2 separate regions of the Mus musculus genome follow, and region 2 is linked to region 1. A link is a contact called in public HiChIP or PLAC-seq data. All regions are on one chromosome and are shown on one strand. The core of a region is the stretch at or near the end of the contact, and the rest is flanking DNA. Distances in the headings are between cores, read along the strand shown. Region 1 holds the start of Tap1 (transporter 1, ATP-binding cassette, sub-family B (MDR/TAP)). Region 2 holds the start of Hspa1l (heat shock protein 1-like).

The links. HiChIP or PLAC-seq counts read pairs in DNA pulled down with a chosen protein or histone mark.
Region 2: an H3K4me3 HiChIP or PLAC-seq map of bone marrow-derived macrophages shows a contact between it and region 1, with 4 times the contacts expected there. The contact joins the promoter of Hspa1l here to the promoter of Tap1 in region 1. A contact is called at or near these places in 1 of 39 promoter capture datasets (cranial neural crest), 2 of 115 datasets of contacts at active chromatin or transcription factors (the SCID.adh cell line and bone marrow-derived macrophages) and 1 of 9 other capture datasets (macrophages).

What each region holds. Positions count from the first base shown.
Region 1 is chr17:34,182,593-34,190,231 of GRCm38.p6, reverse strand. Tap1 (transporter 1, ATP-binding cassette, sub-family B (MDR/TAP)) reads right to left here and starts at 2,676. Exons shown (of 11, transcript NM_013683.2): 1 at 1,827-2,676; 2 at 940-1,054; 3 at 672-802. The coding sequence starts at 2,352. It overlaps Psmb9 (proteasome (prosome, macropain) subunit, beta type 9 (large multifunctional peptidase 2)), which reads left to right and starts at 2,902. Exons shown (of 6, transcript NM_013585.2): 1 at 2,902-2,982; 2 at 4,435-4,502; 3 at 5,819-5,950; 4 at 6,488-6,617; 5 at 7,002-7,143. The coding sequence starts at 2,923.
Region 2 is chr17:34,969,139-34,976,777 of GRCm38.p6, reverse strand. Hspa1l (heat shock protein 1-like) reads right to left here and starts at 4,075. Exons shown (of 2, transcript NM_013558.2): 1 at 3,916-4,075. It overlaps Hspa1a (heat shock protein 1A), which reads left to right and starts at 4,622. Exons shown (of 1, transcript NM_010479.2): 1 at 4,622-7,419. The coding sequence starts at 4,853. The coding sequence ends at 6,778.

The sequences.
Region 1 (7,639 bases), core at 1,427-3,926:
AACTTCCAGTTCCCTGAAAGCTTTCAGCTCTTCAGTTACTTTAACTCCTGTCTGTTGCCTGCCGCTGGCCCTCCCTCCAGTAGCCGTGGAGAGAAGGGAGGAAGCAACCAGAGAGGCAGGCCCAGGGTCCTTTAGGAAATGGAGACCCTCGGGTCTAACCTCGGTGCATCTGCCTAGGTAGGTTTCAGCGTCTAGTGTCTAGGATTCAGTTTCCTCCATTTAAAATGAGGCCGTTGGAGTTGAGGGTCTCTGGCTTTCCAGGGCTGTAAGTCTGCTGCTTCATATGGGGAACAATGAATGCAAATACAGTTTTCCTTAGGGTAAAAAAGACAATGTTTTGCTACATTTGAGATATACCATGAATAAGGCTTGGGGGTCACTCAGTTGTTAGAGCTTTTCCCTAACATACAGGAAGTCTTGGATATAGAGAAAGGATCTCATGTAGCCTAGGGTAGCCTCAGATTGACTATGTAGCTGAAAGACTTTGAACTTTGACCTCTAGGTCCTGCCTCCATCCCCCAAGTGTTGGAATTACCACACCCCATCCATATGGTTCTGAGGATCCAGCCTGGGCATGTGTGTGTGGACATGTTTGGGGGGGGGGGGCAGTCGAGAGCGTGTGTGGCGGTATAGAGATTATAGCATACAAGTGAAAAGGTTTCATGAGAGACCTGCTGGGTTCTTCAGGAAAAACCCTGTCTCCTGGCGAAGGACGGCCCGAAACACCTCTCTGTGCACACGGCCGTGCATGTGTCCCATGGTGATGTTGTAGATTCCATCACTTGCAAACTCCAGCGCTGTGCTAGAGTCAGAGACACGGGAGGATCAGTTGTCTCCTTCCTGAGACAGAGTCCCAGATCCCCACAGAAGTGTAACTTAAATGACAGTCCCAACAGCCAGTCCCCTCTGCTCTGGGACCCCCATTCCCATCCTCCACACCTGGCTATGGTGAGAATGGACATGAGCCATATGTTGCGGGTGAAGCTAGGAACTGTCTTATCCTGAAGAATCCAGTCAGTGATGCGGCCCGTGAAGAAGGGAATGGCCATTTCCCCTGGGGAGAGAGGAGAGACACCTCAGTCACAAACATTATGAGCAAACTACCCGCAACTTCTGCCCCTCTCCCTTCACCACTATCCAGGAAGCTGAGCTCCCAGACCCAAGCCTGTTCACAGACCCAAGCCTGCTCGGCTACATCAAACTTCTCAAGGGCTACTTGAGGGCGGTTAGCAGACCTTGGGGGCACAGGCTGTTAATCCCAGCACTCCAAGTAGAAGCGAGCAGATCTCTCTGGGTTTGAGACCAACCTGGGCTACATAATGAATTCCAGAAGAGCCAAAGCTACAAAGAAAGACCCTATCTCAAAAAGGAAAGAATAGAAAAGAGGGGAAGGGGGAGGGGAGGGGAGGGGAGGGGAGGGGAGGGGAGGGGAGGGGAGGGGAGGGGAGGGGAGGGGAGGGGAGGGGAGGGGAGGGGAGGGCAGGGGAGGGGAGAGGAGAGGAGAGGAGAGGAGAGGAGAGGAGAGGAGAGGAGAGGAGAGGAGAGGAGAGGAGAGGAGAGGAGAGGAGAGAGAAGAGGAGAGGAGAAGATGGCGGTGTGGAAAGAAACCTTCACATTTGGGCTATGATGTGAAGTTCTGCTCCCAGAAGACCCTGTCCCCAACGCCCTTGTCTGGACCCCTTCTCGGGCCTGGGTCCTTCTCTTTCCGCCTAAGTTGCCTCCTTAGTGTCTCTGACGCTTCCCGGGACTACTTTACTCTCCCTTTCTGCCTGGAATGCCCATTGCCCTGTCCCCTGTGGCCTGCTCTTTCACCCAGTCTCCCTTACCAAGGCAAGAGAGAATCAAGAGAACCAGAACCAGGTAGAGACGTCTCTTCTTAGGGCCCAGGAAGCCCAGCATCCGACACAGCATGTCTCCAGCGTCCCTGTTGCCGCTGGGCGCCCAGAGGCTCCCCAACTTGTGCCACAGGGCGGCTGCGGGCAATGCTGCCACATAACTGATAGCGAAGGCATCTGGACGACTGTTCCAGTACAGTAATCCAGCGCTGTCACCCTCCCGGAGTGTTCCCCAGGCGGCCAGCTCTCGGAACAAGGCAAGTCCAGGCAGGGCCAAACTCAGTGCGGCCACCAGCGGCTGCAAAGCAGCCAGCCAGCCATGGGCTCCTGCGGTGACCCCGAGGACCCCGCGGACCCCTAGTCCTAGGATGGCCCAGCGACTCAGGCCCACCACCCAGACCCGGAGCAGCGGCACCTCGGGAACCAACAGGGAGAAGATTCCCGGGAGCATGGGCCGCAGCAGCAGCCAGTCCACCAGAAGGAGCAGGGCGGCCGCCAGCCAGACGTGCGCAGCCATCGAGCGTGAGCTGTCCAGAGTCTGGTCCTAGCCTGGGACTCTCGACGTCCGCGCTGCACAGGAGTCTCCGTGGGGAAGGAAGAAGGGCGGGTCCGAGGGCGTGCGCGTAAAGTCCCGGGAACCCGCTCGAGCTGGTGGAGCTGACTAGAAGTGCTGGCGTTTAGAGGAAGAAGAAACCGAAAGCCGACCTCGAATCACTAGACACGCCTCCTTCTGAGACTGGCTTGCTCAGGCTGTTCTGGAAGCTGCCGCTGAAGCTGTAGTTGGAGTTCTGCCTAGCAGCCCTGGCCTGTCGTGTTCTTCTCCATGAATCTCATTCTCCTCTTCTTCCCCAGCCCCCTTAACTTGCTTGCGTGAATTTTCCCATCCCAGGCCCCACCCCAGATTGAGGGCAGGACCCTCTGTCGTCACCTGTCTCTGGGCAGATTTGCCCTGCTCAGGTTTGCTCTGGGCGCCAAATGCTGGTAGAACGGCACGCCCCTTGCGCGATGATGGGGCGGGGCCTCAGTCTGCAAGTTGCCTGCACCGCGCGCAGCCGCTGATTGGAAAGCCGAGCCCCGCTCTGCTGAGATGCTGCGGGCAGGAGCACCTACCGCCGGCTCGTTCCGGACGGAAGAAGTCCACACCGGGGTAATGGGTCTCGGGGTGAGAGTCAGCGGGTGGAGTGATCAGGGACCCCTAAAGCTCTGGAAGTAAACCAAGAGACTTAGGAAGCTTGTAGCGCCCAGCGCTTGCGCTCCACAGTGAACGTAGGGTATCCCTGCTCAGAAGTGTGGTGTCCAGGGGTCTGTGGAGGGATCCGCATGCGAAGCTGGTGAGAAGGTGCGTTCTTTGGCTTGAGCTGGAAGCGTCTAAGGGAAGTTGCTCCAAAGCGCTTTCGCTTTCACTCTAGACTGCGCAGTTGGGGTTACTGGCTAAATCAAGTGAGGGGCTTGGGGACCCCTGCAAAAGAGGTGCTGAGGTGTCCTGGATGAAGCACCTGAGAGAAGGTAATATGGAGGCTCACTGAAAAGGACCTACCTACACATCATACAGATCTTTGCTTAACCTAGCCCCAGACAGCCCCCACCCTGAGTGAGGACAAGCTCTCTGGCGCCAGGATTGAGGGGGAGATGGGGATGATCGGTGGTCCTCCTTGTTCCAGGTGCTGCCCTGCAGCACACTCCACCCCACCCTGTCCCAACACCGTCATTCCCATGCTTGCCTGAGAACTTTGCCCAGACCTAGGAGCTGGGAAGATGGCAGCTGGTTTCTGCTCTCTAAAAGCCACCAACCACAGTGTTAACATGGTGTGGAGGAACAAAGTGGACATTTCTGGCCTTTTACTTGTGCTCAGAAAGCACACTCGCGGGCAGGGTCCCCGGAGATCAGAACGACATGGAGTGGACAGAAAGGTTGGAAAAAGTCTCCCTCGCTGCCACGGAGCTGTGGGACTTAGAAATCAAATCAATCAAGGGTTCAGAGTGAGACCTGAGTCAACTTGGGAAGCTCATTCGTCTCCATAAGTCAGTTTTCTCAGTGCACCCAAGGGTCTCCTAAGGTGCCTTTTAACCTAGAAGGTGTGGGGGAAGTAGATGTGTCTACCCTCCTTCACTTATCCGTAATTCTTTCCTTGACCTGGAAAAACTCTGCTATCCAGAAGTCCTTTCCCCTGGCTGCAGAGACTTCGCTTAAGTGAAATTTGTGCCCTACCTGAAGGATCCTTGCTGCTTCTGTGTCTCGACTCCTGGCCATGTTAACCCCCGGCCTCTCTGTGTCCCTTGTTCAGTAACACTAAGGCTCCCCTTCTGATAAAGTAAGGTTGCAGGTGGGGGATCCAGGACCAGGAAAGACCTGGTCTTGTGTCACAGTAATTCACAGTAATGATGCATGTGGTACGCAATTCACAAGCAGCGGGGCCGGTTTCCTGGGCCTTCCTCTCAGTTCTTGCTCTCCTCATGCAGATTGTGTCTGCCTCCAGGAACCATCCTTGCTTTTCAGGGTGACCTTGAGTCGGTCACCTCCTGCATGGACATTTTCTCCTCCTTAAGATGGAGGCTCAAGACGCTCCTAGCTCTGACTTTTCGTACTGTCTCTCTGCAGACAACCATCATGGCAGTGGAGTTTGACGGGGGTGTCGTGGTGGGCTCTGATTCCCGGGTGTCAGCGGGGTGAGTAGTGTCAAAGGCCCGTGTGTTGGAGGGAAGCTGGTGGCCCTAAGTGCACATTTTTCTTGCCCACTTCTGAGGAGTATGATAACCTTCCAAGAAATGAAGCTGATCTTTCCAAAAAAGTATCATAATGCATTGATGGAGAGGCGTCTGGGCCTCTGAATCCATGGCATTCATGAATATTTTGTAGCTTGATGGACATAAAGAAATAGTATCTCGGAGGGACACGGGTAGGTTGTAGATGGACTGTGTTATCTGCAGTTAGGATAAAAGATAAATGGTGGTTTTCTGAAGCAGTTATCTCACTCATTTGCCTGAGTTTGAAGTAAGTTTGATTGGTCTCCCGTCCTGGCTAGTTTGCTCACACACAAGTCAGACTGGGATGACATCCATGCTGTTTCTGCCATGTTCCATAGAACCACCGTTGCCCCTCAAAGTGATGAACTGCAAGGAAATTCTGGAAAGAGGCAATTTTTTTCTCTTGTTTCACTTTTTGTTTTTAGAGACAGGGTTTCTCTGTGTAGCCCTGGCTGTCCTGGAACTCACTTTGTAGACCAGGCTGGCCTCGAACTCAGAAATCCGCCTGCCTCTGCCTCCCAAGTGCTGGGATTAAAAGCGTGAGCCACCACTGCCTGCCATAGAAGCACACTTTTCTTGCCTAGGTGTTCTTTTGTTGTTTTGTTATAAAAAAAAAAAATAAGTCTTTAAAAGTCTAATATTTTGGGTCTGGAGAGATGGCTCAGTGGTTAAGAGCACTGCTCTTCCTTACCACCCGGGGTTCAATTTCCAGCACCCACATGGCAGCTCACAACTGTCTGTAACTCCAGTTCCAGGGGAGCTGACACCCTCACACAGGCAAACATGCAGTCAAAACACCAATGGACATGAAATAAAGATAAACAAATCTATTTTTAAAAGTCTAGTGTTTTGTGAGTATAGTCTCTAAAATAGGATCTCTCCTGTAGCCCAGGTTGACCTCAAACTTGCTATGTAGTCAAGGCTGGCCTTGAACTCCTGTTCCTCCTGACTCTACCTTCTGAGTGCTAGGAGTACAAGTATGGCCGCCATGCCCACCTCATGCTATGCTGGGCTTTGTGCGTGCCAGGTAGGTACTCTACCACCTGGGCTACACCTCCCCTCGACACACACACACACACACACACACACACACACAGAGCCAAGCACATCTAACTTTGATTACTACAGTGACTTACTGATCTGAGATGTCTTTTTTTTTTTTCCTGCTTTAACCTAAGCATTGCAAGCTCTACAATTATCTTTTTAAACCAACTTGAACGTTTGGTTCTTCCTTACAGAACAGCAGTGGTGAACCGCGTGTTCGACAAGCTCTCCCCTCTGCACCAGCACATCTTCTGTGCCCTCTCAGGTTCCGCTGCTGATGCCCAAGCCATAGCTGACATGGCCGCCTACCAGCTGGAGCTACACGGGTACAAAGCCCTGGGGTCCTGACTCCCCTCCCGCTAAAACTCCCCAACTGCGTGGCTCTGCCAGCTTTGAGCTCCCACTGGAGTGTCTGGGAGCCAGTGTTCTGCGTCTGTGAAGAGGAAATCACGGTAGTGACTCCACCTCCCCTGTGCTGACTTGAAAAGTGCACATCACTGCCCTGATGTAGGAACTCAGGAAGAAGACAGCCATTTGGCCCACTCCTAATATCAGGCAGTTGCCAGGAGAAATCAAGGTCACTGGGACGGAAGCAAGCTTATCATCTGCTTTAACCGACGAGGGCAGGGCCCTTAGAGGCAAGGGAGGGGTTTATCATTGGGAGTGGGAAGGTGGAGCAGAGAAAAGCAGGTGAAGAGCCGAGGACCTCCATTGTGGAGCTCTGGCCCCCCTAGGCACATGGGAGGGAAGCTGGTATCTGTGCAGCCGCTGGTTCAAGCGTGACTTGGCAGAGAGGGCAATGGGCTAACAAGAGTGAGACTCAGCAGAGTGCTGTTGACCCTCCTTCCCGACATCCGCTTCAGGTTGGAGCTGGAGGAGCCGCCCCTCGTTCTGGCTGCTGCAAACGTGGTGAAGAACATCTCCTACAAGTACCGTGAGGACTTGTTAGCGCATCTCATAGTAGCTGGCTGGGACCAATGTGAGGGGGGACAGGTGAGTGTGTCCATTCCAGGTCTCAGGGTTCCCCACCCCTCTCTTCAGAGAGATGAAAGTTGCATGTCTTTCTAGCTTTGTGGTCCAGAGACAGTTCCTCTAAAGACATCCTACAGCCCCGATTACGGTGGTACACATCTTCAGTCTCGGCACTCGGGAGGCAGGGGCATGTGGATCTCTGTGGGTATGAAGAACCTGCTCTCTAGAGAGAGTTCCAGGCAAGCCAGGGCTACATTAGTGAAACCCTGTTTCAAAACAAGCAAAAATAAATGATAAAAGCATACTGTAGGCTCAAGTGTGGGCCTCCCAGGTCTTCACAAAGCTCATCTAACATGAAGGAGCCCTGGGATGATCCTGACCTGACCTGAGGGACCCTCTCTCTAGGTATATGGAACCATGGGAGGGATGCTAATTCGACAGCCCTTTACCATCGGCGGTTCCGGAAGCTCCTACATTTATGGTTATGTGGACGCAGCTTATAAGCCAGGCATGACCCCTGAGGAGTGCCGGCGTTTCACCACAGATGGTAACTAGCCAACTGAGAGGTGACATGGGGGAGGGTTTGTGGACGTGGAAAGAAAGTAGATTGTAAAGAATAAGAAAAGAAATACAAGGGTGGCCATTCCGTGTCGAAGCTTTTAAAAAGAAATATTTACTTTTAATTATGCATGTGTACATGAGTGTGTCTCTGTGTGGGTTTGTGCCTGTGTATGTGGAAGCCAGAAGAGGATGCTGGGTCCTCTGGAGCTGGAGTTACAGGTGTTTGTAAGGCACCCTATGTGGGTGCTGGGAACCAAACTCTGTAAAAGTAATAGGTGCTCTTAACCACTGAGCCTCTCCATCTCCATCTTTTGGAACTGGGAGACATTTGAGAGTGGGAGGGGATAGACAAGACAAATGGTAAAAGAGATGGGGCTGAGGGGGGGCAGTAGGGATGGAGCAGGACTGTCTTAAGCAAATCACGTAAGGGTATGAGGTCACTATGGGAACCAGCAGTGAATTGAGCTCTCCCCTCCACCCAC
Region 2 (7,639 bases), core at 2,826-5,325, 790 kb before region 1:
AGCTGGAGTTACACTTGGGAACCGCACAACATGGGTCGGGGCCAGGAACAAAATCCGGGCTTCCTATCTTTGTTCTTAATGGCTGAACCCTCTCTAGCCTTCTTTTTTTTTTTTTTTTTTAAGATTTATTTATTTATTATATGTAAGTACACTGTAGCTGTCTTCAGACACACCAGAAGAGGGAGTCAGATCTTCTTACGGATGGTTGTGAGCCACCATGTGGTTGCTGGGATTTGAACTCTGGACCTTCGGAAGAGCAGTCGGGTGCTCTTACCCACTGAGCCATCTCACCAGCCCCTCTCTAGCCTTCTTATTAAAAAAAAAAAAAAAAACTTTAAAAAGTATTTTGTGTCTGAACATTTTGTCTTCATATATATATGTGCCCTAGGAGGTCAGGGGAGGTTGTCAGACCCCCCTGAGACTGGGGTTACAGTCATAAGTCACCATATAGGTGCCAGAAAGTGCTTTTAATTGCTGAGTCAGCTCTCCAGTTCCATCCATCAGTCTTAAAGCCACAAATGTAAAGATAAACACAGCCCAGACTCTCTACCTTCTTCTGGACAGAAGGAAGTCCTACACAGAGAGCTTGAAAATGTCTCTGTGGCTGTTTTCGTGTGTGTCAGAGTGTGTGTGTGTGTGTGTGTGTGTGTGTGTGTGTGTGTGTGTGCATGAACATGTGGCCTTCAGGGGTCAACCCTGGGTCTCATTCTCCTGCCAATCACCTTGTTGAAATAGGGCCACTCACTGGCCTGAAACCCTGGTCAAGTAGGTTATACTGGCTTGCCAGTGAACCCAGTGATCCATCCAGCTTGGCCTGTGATCACAGCTGAATGCAAGCATGATCAGATTGTTGTTCTGAACTCAGATCTGCATGCTTGCACAACAAACACTGTACCCACTGAGCAATCTCCATGGCTTCTCAAAGGTTGTTTTGGGTTGCTTTTTTTTTTTTAGACAGTGTCTCTCTGTATGCCTGGAGGTTGGCCTGCAACTCGGCCTGTAACTCACCATGTATACCAGGCTAGCTTCAAAAGTGCTGCTATTCTCCTTTCTTAGCCTTCCCAAGGTCTGGCAAGGTCACAGGCGTGAGTCACCAAACCAGGCTGTTTTTCCTTTTTCTTTTTCTTTTTCTTTTCCTTTTTTTTTCTTTTTGTTTTTGTTTTTTGTTTGTTTGTTTTTGTTTTTTTCAAGACAGGGTTTCTCTATATAGCCAGGCTGTTTTTCTTAACAACTGTCTGAGCTGTCTGATACACCCTACAATTCCACACTTTCTCTTCTTTTGTGAGAAACATGAAACCAACGAGGGAAAAGTGCTACAAAGTCTCAACCCCAGAGGTGTCCAGGGCTAACAACAGTGTATAGGTTTTGAGTTGTCCAGGGCTAACAACAGTGTATACGTTTTGAGTTGTCCAGGGCTAACAACTGTATACGTTTTGAGTTGGAGTCTCTGAAGAATATCAAACCTTGTCCAAATCCCTCTCTGTTCACCTCTCACTGTCTTTATTCTTTGGGATTGGCTCTGGAATCTGTGTCTTTGTGTGCTGGGGCAGAAGCTAGGACTTTGGGGATTCTAAGCCAGGGCTGTACCACTGAGCTCACATTACCACAGCATGGTTGTGCTTTCACTGGACTCTTGACTCAGAGCACAGACCCTCCAGCAGCCCCTGAGTCTCCCAAGTATCTGTTTTGGGATCATCTCTGGCTTCTACAGTGTTTCTTGTCTACCAGATGTCATACATTAAGACAGGCCAGCCTGGTTTACAGAGTGAGTTCCAGGACAGCCAGGGCCACACAGAGAAACCCTGTTTTGAAAAACCAAAAAACAGACAGGCTGGTCAAACATCAACATGGCATAGGGGGCATCCATAGGCCTCTTTCCACTGCCAAACTCACTTCCTATTTAGTCTGAACCTCATCCCAATAGACTTGATTAAAATCTTTAAGTCAATAATGAACTTTGCCTCTATTCATTTTGTTTTATTTTTCCTTTGGTGGTTTTCATTTTTTCTTTGGGGGTGGGGGAGAGTTTCAAGACAAGGTTTCTCTGTGTAGCCCTGGCTGTCCTGGAACTCACTCTGTAGACCAGGCTGGCCTCGAACTCAGAAATTCACCTGCCTCTGCCTCCCAAGTGCTGGAATTAATGGTGTGTACCATCACTGCCAGGCACCTCTATTCATTTTGAAAGAGACTCATTGTAATAGGAATTCTTTTCAAAATGGGTCTCATCATATTTTCTAGGCCATGGGCCCTGGCAGTCTCTCATCACAGTCTGCCAAGTAGCTGGGAGTACAGCCTGTGCTAACCATGGCTGGGCTTCTTCACCATGAGTTGCCTGTTTGCTGGATTCTTGTCTCTGGATTTGTCTACGCTTAGTAACTCATACAATTGGAATTATACTGTGTTTGTCTATTTGTGGCTGGCCTTATTTCACTCAAGATAATGGTCCTTAATTCTTACGCGTGAGCTTGTCTATTTTGGTAATTCCAAAACTAAACACTGTTCATGTACACATCTCCCTTGCTTTCCTTACATGTTCATCTCTCCATAGACACCAGGTTGCTTCCACTTCTTGGCTATTGTGAATGATGCTGCTGTTAGCATAGGTTCACACACCCACATCCAGACCTGGCTTTCATGGGAAAGGACTTACATAGATGGTAGACAACAGTGTTCTCAGCTACCCCAAGGGTGGGTCTGTATCCTCCATTTCCTACAGGACCGAAATCAACTCTACTCTTCCTATGTCAGTGATATATTTTACTGTGGGACCACACTTGTCTACCTGCCTCCTAAGACTGTGTTCTGAACTCCTTAAGACATATTGGGGGCACCTAAGAGGTGGCAGTGACAGGGGCCTCCTGCTCTTCTAGAGAACCTGAGCCCAGTTCCCAAACCCTCAGCGGGCAGCTCATAACTGGCCTACCCCAGGGGGTGACACAGCCTCTTCTCTCTCTCTCTCTCTCTCTCTCAGAGAGAGAGAGAGAGAGAGAGAGAGAGAGAGAGAGAGAGAGAGAGAGAGACAGCAGGCAGCTCATAATTGTCTCATCCAGGGATAAAACAGCCTCTTCTCACACACAGACACACACATAGCGGGCAGCTCATAACTGTCTCATTCAGGGGGTGAGACAGCCTCTTCTCACACACAGACAGACAGACAGACAGATACACAGACACACACACACACACAGAGACAGACAAACCATTAAAGACATGCACTAGGCTTTCCTCAGATCAGGTTGCCTTCCTTAGCAACCTATGGTGGAGTAATTTAGCTCACTCTAAGGATGGCTGTTAGGATCCCCGCACCCTCCAAGCTTAAAAAAAAAAAAAAAGAAAAGAAGAGTCAGGGTCCAACTATGTAGCTCAGGCAATACTCTGCCTCCATTCCTAACAGTTGGGATTAAAGGCTTGAGCCTCCAGGCGGCTCCCAGCAACTTTTCTAGCTTTTCATAGAAGTAGGGCTCAAAGTCTCATCTTCGACCCTGTTCCCACACCAGCCCCATCTCCGCAGCCATCCTGTCTGAAAATCCGGAGTGCTGGAATCCTAGGCTTCGGTCCCTCTCTTGATTGTAACTCCTGTCTTCAGGGTCAATACCATATTCAAAAAGGTCTTAAGATGTCTGCCTCCGATTTGAGCTCAGACTAATTCCAGCCACTTGTGTCCCTCAAGCGTCCAGCCCCATTTCTTCTTGATTGCCAACCACCAACCCCAAAATTAATACAACTGGGGATCTGTGTGTGAAGAGCCACATAGTAATCCCAACACTTAAAGACGATGAGGCCTAAGGATGGTGGCTTCCAATAGACCATGACTGTAAATCAGTCAAACCTAAGAAAATTCTCAACCCATCAAACGAGGACCAACTGGGACACAGAGGCTTCTGCCCCACTCCAATCAGAGCCTTCCCAGCTCACCTGGGATCTCTACGCCTTCGATCCAGTTTGGAAAATTTGAAGTCGCTGAGCCCCTACGAGCAGGGAGCTCCAGGAACATCCAAACTGAGCAGCCGGGGTCCCCCCCACCCCCCACCCCGCCCCTCCCGGCAACTTTGAGCCTGTGCTGGGACAGAGCCTCTAGTTCCTAAATTAGTCCATGAGGTCAGAGGCAGCACTGCCATTGTAACGCGATTGGAGAGGATCACGTCACCGGACACGCCCCCAGGCATCTCCCTGGGTCTCCTAAACTTGGCGGGGAGAAGTTTTAGCCCTTAAGTTTTAGCCTTTAACCCCCATATTCAGAACTGTGCGAGTTGGCGAAACCCCACAAATCACAACAAACTGTACACAACACCGAGCTAGAGGTGATCTTTCTTGTCCATTCCACACAGGCCTTAGTAATGCGTCGCCATAGCAACAGTGTCACTAGTAGCACCAGCACTTCCCCACACCCTCCCCCTCAGGAATCCGTACTCTCCAGTGAACCCCAGAAACCTCTGGAGAGTTCTGGACAAGGGCGGAACCCACAACTCCGATTACTCAAGGGAGGCGGGGAAGCTCCACCAGACGCGAAACTGCTGGAAGATTCCTGGCCCCAAGGCCTCCTCCGGCTCGCTGATTGGCCCAGCGGAGAGTGGGCGGGGCCGGTGAAGACTCCTTAAAGGCGCAGGGCGGCGAGCAGGTCACCAGACGCTGACAGCTACTCAGAACCAAATCTGGTTCCATCCAGAGACAAGCGAAGACAAGAGAAGCAGAGCGAGCGGCGCGTTCCCGATCCTCGGCCAGGACCAGCCTTCCCCAGAGCATCCCTGCCGCGGAGCGCAACCTTCCCAGGAGCATCCCTGCCGCGGAGCGCAACTTTCCCCGGAGCATCCACGCCGCGGAGCGCAGCCTTCCAGAAGCAGAGCGCGGCGCCATGGCCAAGAACACGGCGATCGGCATCGACCTGGGCACCACCTACTCGTGCGTGGGCGTGTTCCAGCACGGCAAGGTGGAGATCATCGCCAACGACCAGGGCAACCGCACGACCCCCAGCTACGTGGCCTTCACCGACACCGAGCGCCTCATCGGAGACGCCGCCAAGAACCAGGTGGCGCTGAACCCGCAGAACACCGTGTTCGACGCGAAGCGGCTGATCGGCCGCAAGTTCGGCGATGCGGTGGTGCAGTCCGACATGAAGCACTGGCCCTTCCAGGTGGTGAACGACGGCGACAAGCCCAAGGTGCAGGTGAACTACAAGGGCGAGAGCCGGTCGTTCTTCCCGGAGGAGATCTCGTCCATGGTGCTGACGAAGATGAAGGAGATCGCTGAGGCGTACCTGGGCCACCCGGTGACCAACGCGGTGATCACGGTGCCCGCCTACTTCAACGACTCTCAGCGGCAGGCCACCAAGGACGCGGGCGTGATCGCCGGTCTAAACGTGCTGCGGATCATCAACGAGCCCACGGCGGCCGCCATCGCCTACGGGCTGGACCGGACCGGCAAGGGCGAGCGCAACGTGCTCATCTTCGACCTGGGGGGCGGCACGTTCGACGTGTCCATCCTGACGATCGACGACGGCATCTTCGAGGTGAAGGCCACGGCGGGCGACACGCACCTGGGAGGGGAGGACTTCGACAACCGGCTGGTGAGCCACTTCGTGGAGGAGTTCAAGAGGAAGCACAAGAAGGACATCAGCCAGAACAAGCGCGCGGTGCGGCGGCTGCGCACTGCGTGTGAGAGGGCCAAGAGGACGCTGTCGTCCAGCACCCAGGCCAGCCTGGAGATCGACTCTCTGTTCGAGGGCATCGACTTCTACACATCCATCACGCGGGCGCGGTTCGAAGAGCTGTGCTCAGACCTGTTCCGCGGCACGCTGGAGCCCGTGGAGAAGGCCCTGCGCGACGCCAAGATGGACAAGGCGCAGATCCACGACCTGGTGCTGGTGGGCGGCTCGACGCGCATCCCCAAGGTGCAGAAGCTGCTGCAGGACTTCTTCAACGGGCGCGACCTGAACAAGAGCATCAACCCGGACGAGGCGGTGGCCTACGGGGCGGCGGTGCAGGCGGCCATCCTGATGGGGGACAAGTCGGAGAACGTGCAGGACCTGCTGCTGCTGGACGTGGCGCCGCTGTCGCTGGGCCTGGAGACTGCGGGCGGCGTGATGACGGCGCTCATCAAGCGCAACTCCACCATCCCCACCAAGCAGACGCAGACCTTCACCACCTACTCGGACAACCAGCCCGGGGTGCTGATCCAGGTGTACGAGGGCGAGAGGGCCATGACGCGCGACAACAACCTGCTGGGGCGCTTCGAACTGAGCGGCATCCCGCCGGCGCCCAGGGGCGTGCCACAGATCGAGGTGACCTTCGACATCGACGCCAACGGCATCCTGAACGTCACGGCCACCGACAAGAGCACCGGCAAGGCCAACAAGATCACCATCACCAACGACAAGGGCCGCCTGAGCAAGGAGGAGATCGAGCGCATGGTGCAGGAGGCCGAGCGCTACAAGGCCGAGGACGAGGTGCAGCGCGACAGGGTGGCCGCCAAGAACGCGCTCGAATCCTATGCCTTCAACATGAAGAGCGCCGTGGAGGACGAGGGTCTCAAGGGCAAGCTCAGCGAGGCTGACAAGAAGAAGGTGCTGGACAAGTGCCAGGAGGTCATCTCCTGGCTGGACTCCAACACGCTGGCCGACAAGGAGGAGTTCGTGCACAAGCGGGAGGAGCTGGAGCGGGTGTGCAGCCCCATCATCAGTGGGCTGTACCAGGGTGCGGGTGCTCCTGGGGCTGGGGGCTTCGGGGCCCAGGCGCCCAAGGGAGCCTCTGGCTCAGGACCCACCATCGAGGAGGTGGATTAGAGGCCTCTGCTGGCTCTCCCGGTGCTGGCTAGGAGACAGATATGTGGCCTTGAGGACTGTCATTATTTCAAGTTTAGTACTTCACTCCTTAGTTTGTCCTGCAATCAAGTCCTAGACTTAGGGAAACTAAACTGTCTTTCAGTTACTTTGTGTATTGCACGTGGGCTTTATCTTCCCTGTTAATTAACACTGCAAGTGTGTCTTTGTAAATATAAATAAATAAGTATATATATTCTTCAATTCAGCACTGCCCCGCTGATGTGATTTGTTTTGCAGGACAGCCAAAGCTATGTAGAGAGATATTCTGTATCAGAATACACAAAGAGACAGAGATATGTTATGAAAACATCAGGAGACTGTTGAGTTCTTTGTGTTTGGACTCTCCCCTGGGCCACATTGTTGATACATGCTTGTGTCGGGTCCTTCAGAGGCCAGGGCTGGATTACTGACAGCGGAGACTCTGCTGCTTCTCCTTGCGTTTATAATCTTGCATGGTGGTTGCACTGTAGGACTTGTTTCCAGGTTGGTGAACTTGGAGGTGAAGTGACAGCACCAGCATGTGTTCAGTTTTTACACAACCATCCTGAACTCGGGTCAATTTTTACCGGTCATTTGAAAATAAACTTCAAAATCACTTGCCAGGTCTTGTGCCTGTTGTGTTTGGAGGTCAGGAGTTGCTGTGTATGACAGTTTCGGCTACGCTTGACTAACATTTTATCTGAAGACACAGACACGGGTGTGGAGCACTCACAGGGACATTGCATTGTGATCTGCTTGTGTGAGAAAAATTAAAGTCAGAGCAAATAAAAACCCTGCCCGGGGCTGAGGTCCAGCTTAGTGAAGAGGGTCTGGAGTAAATTC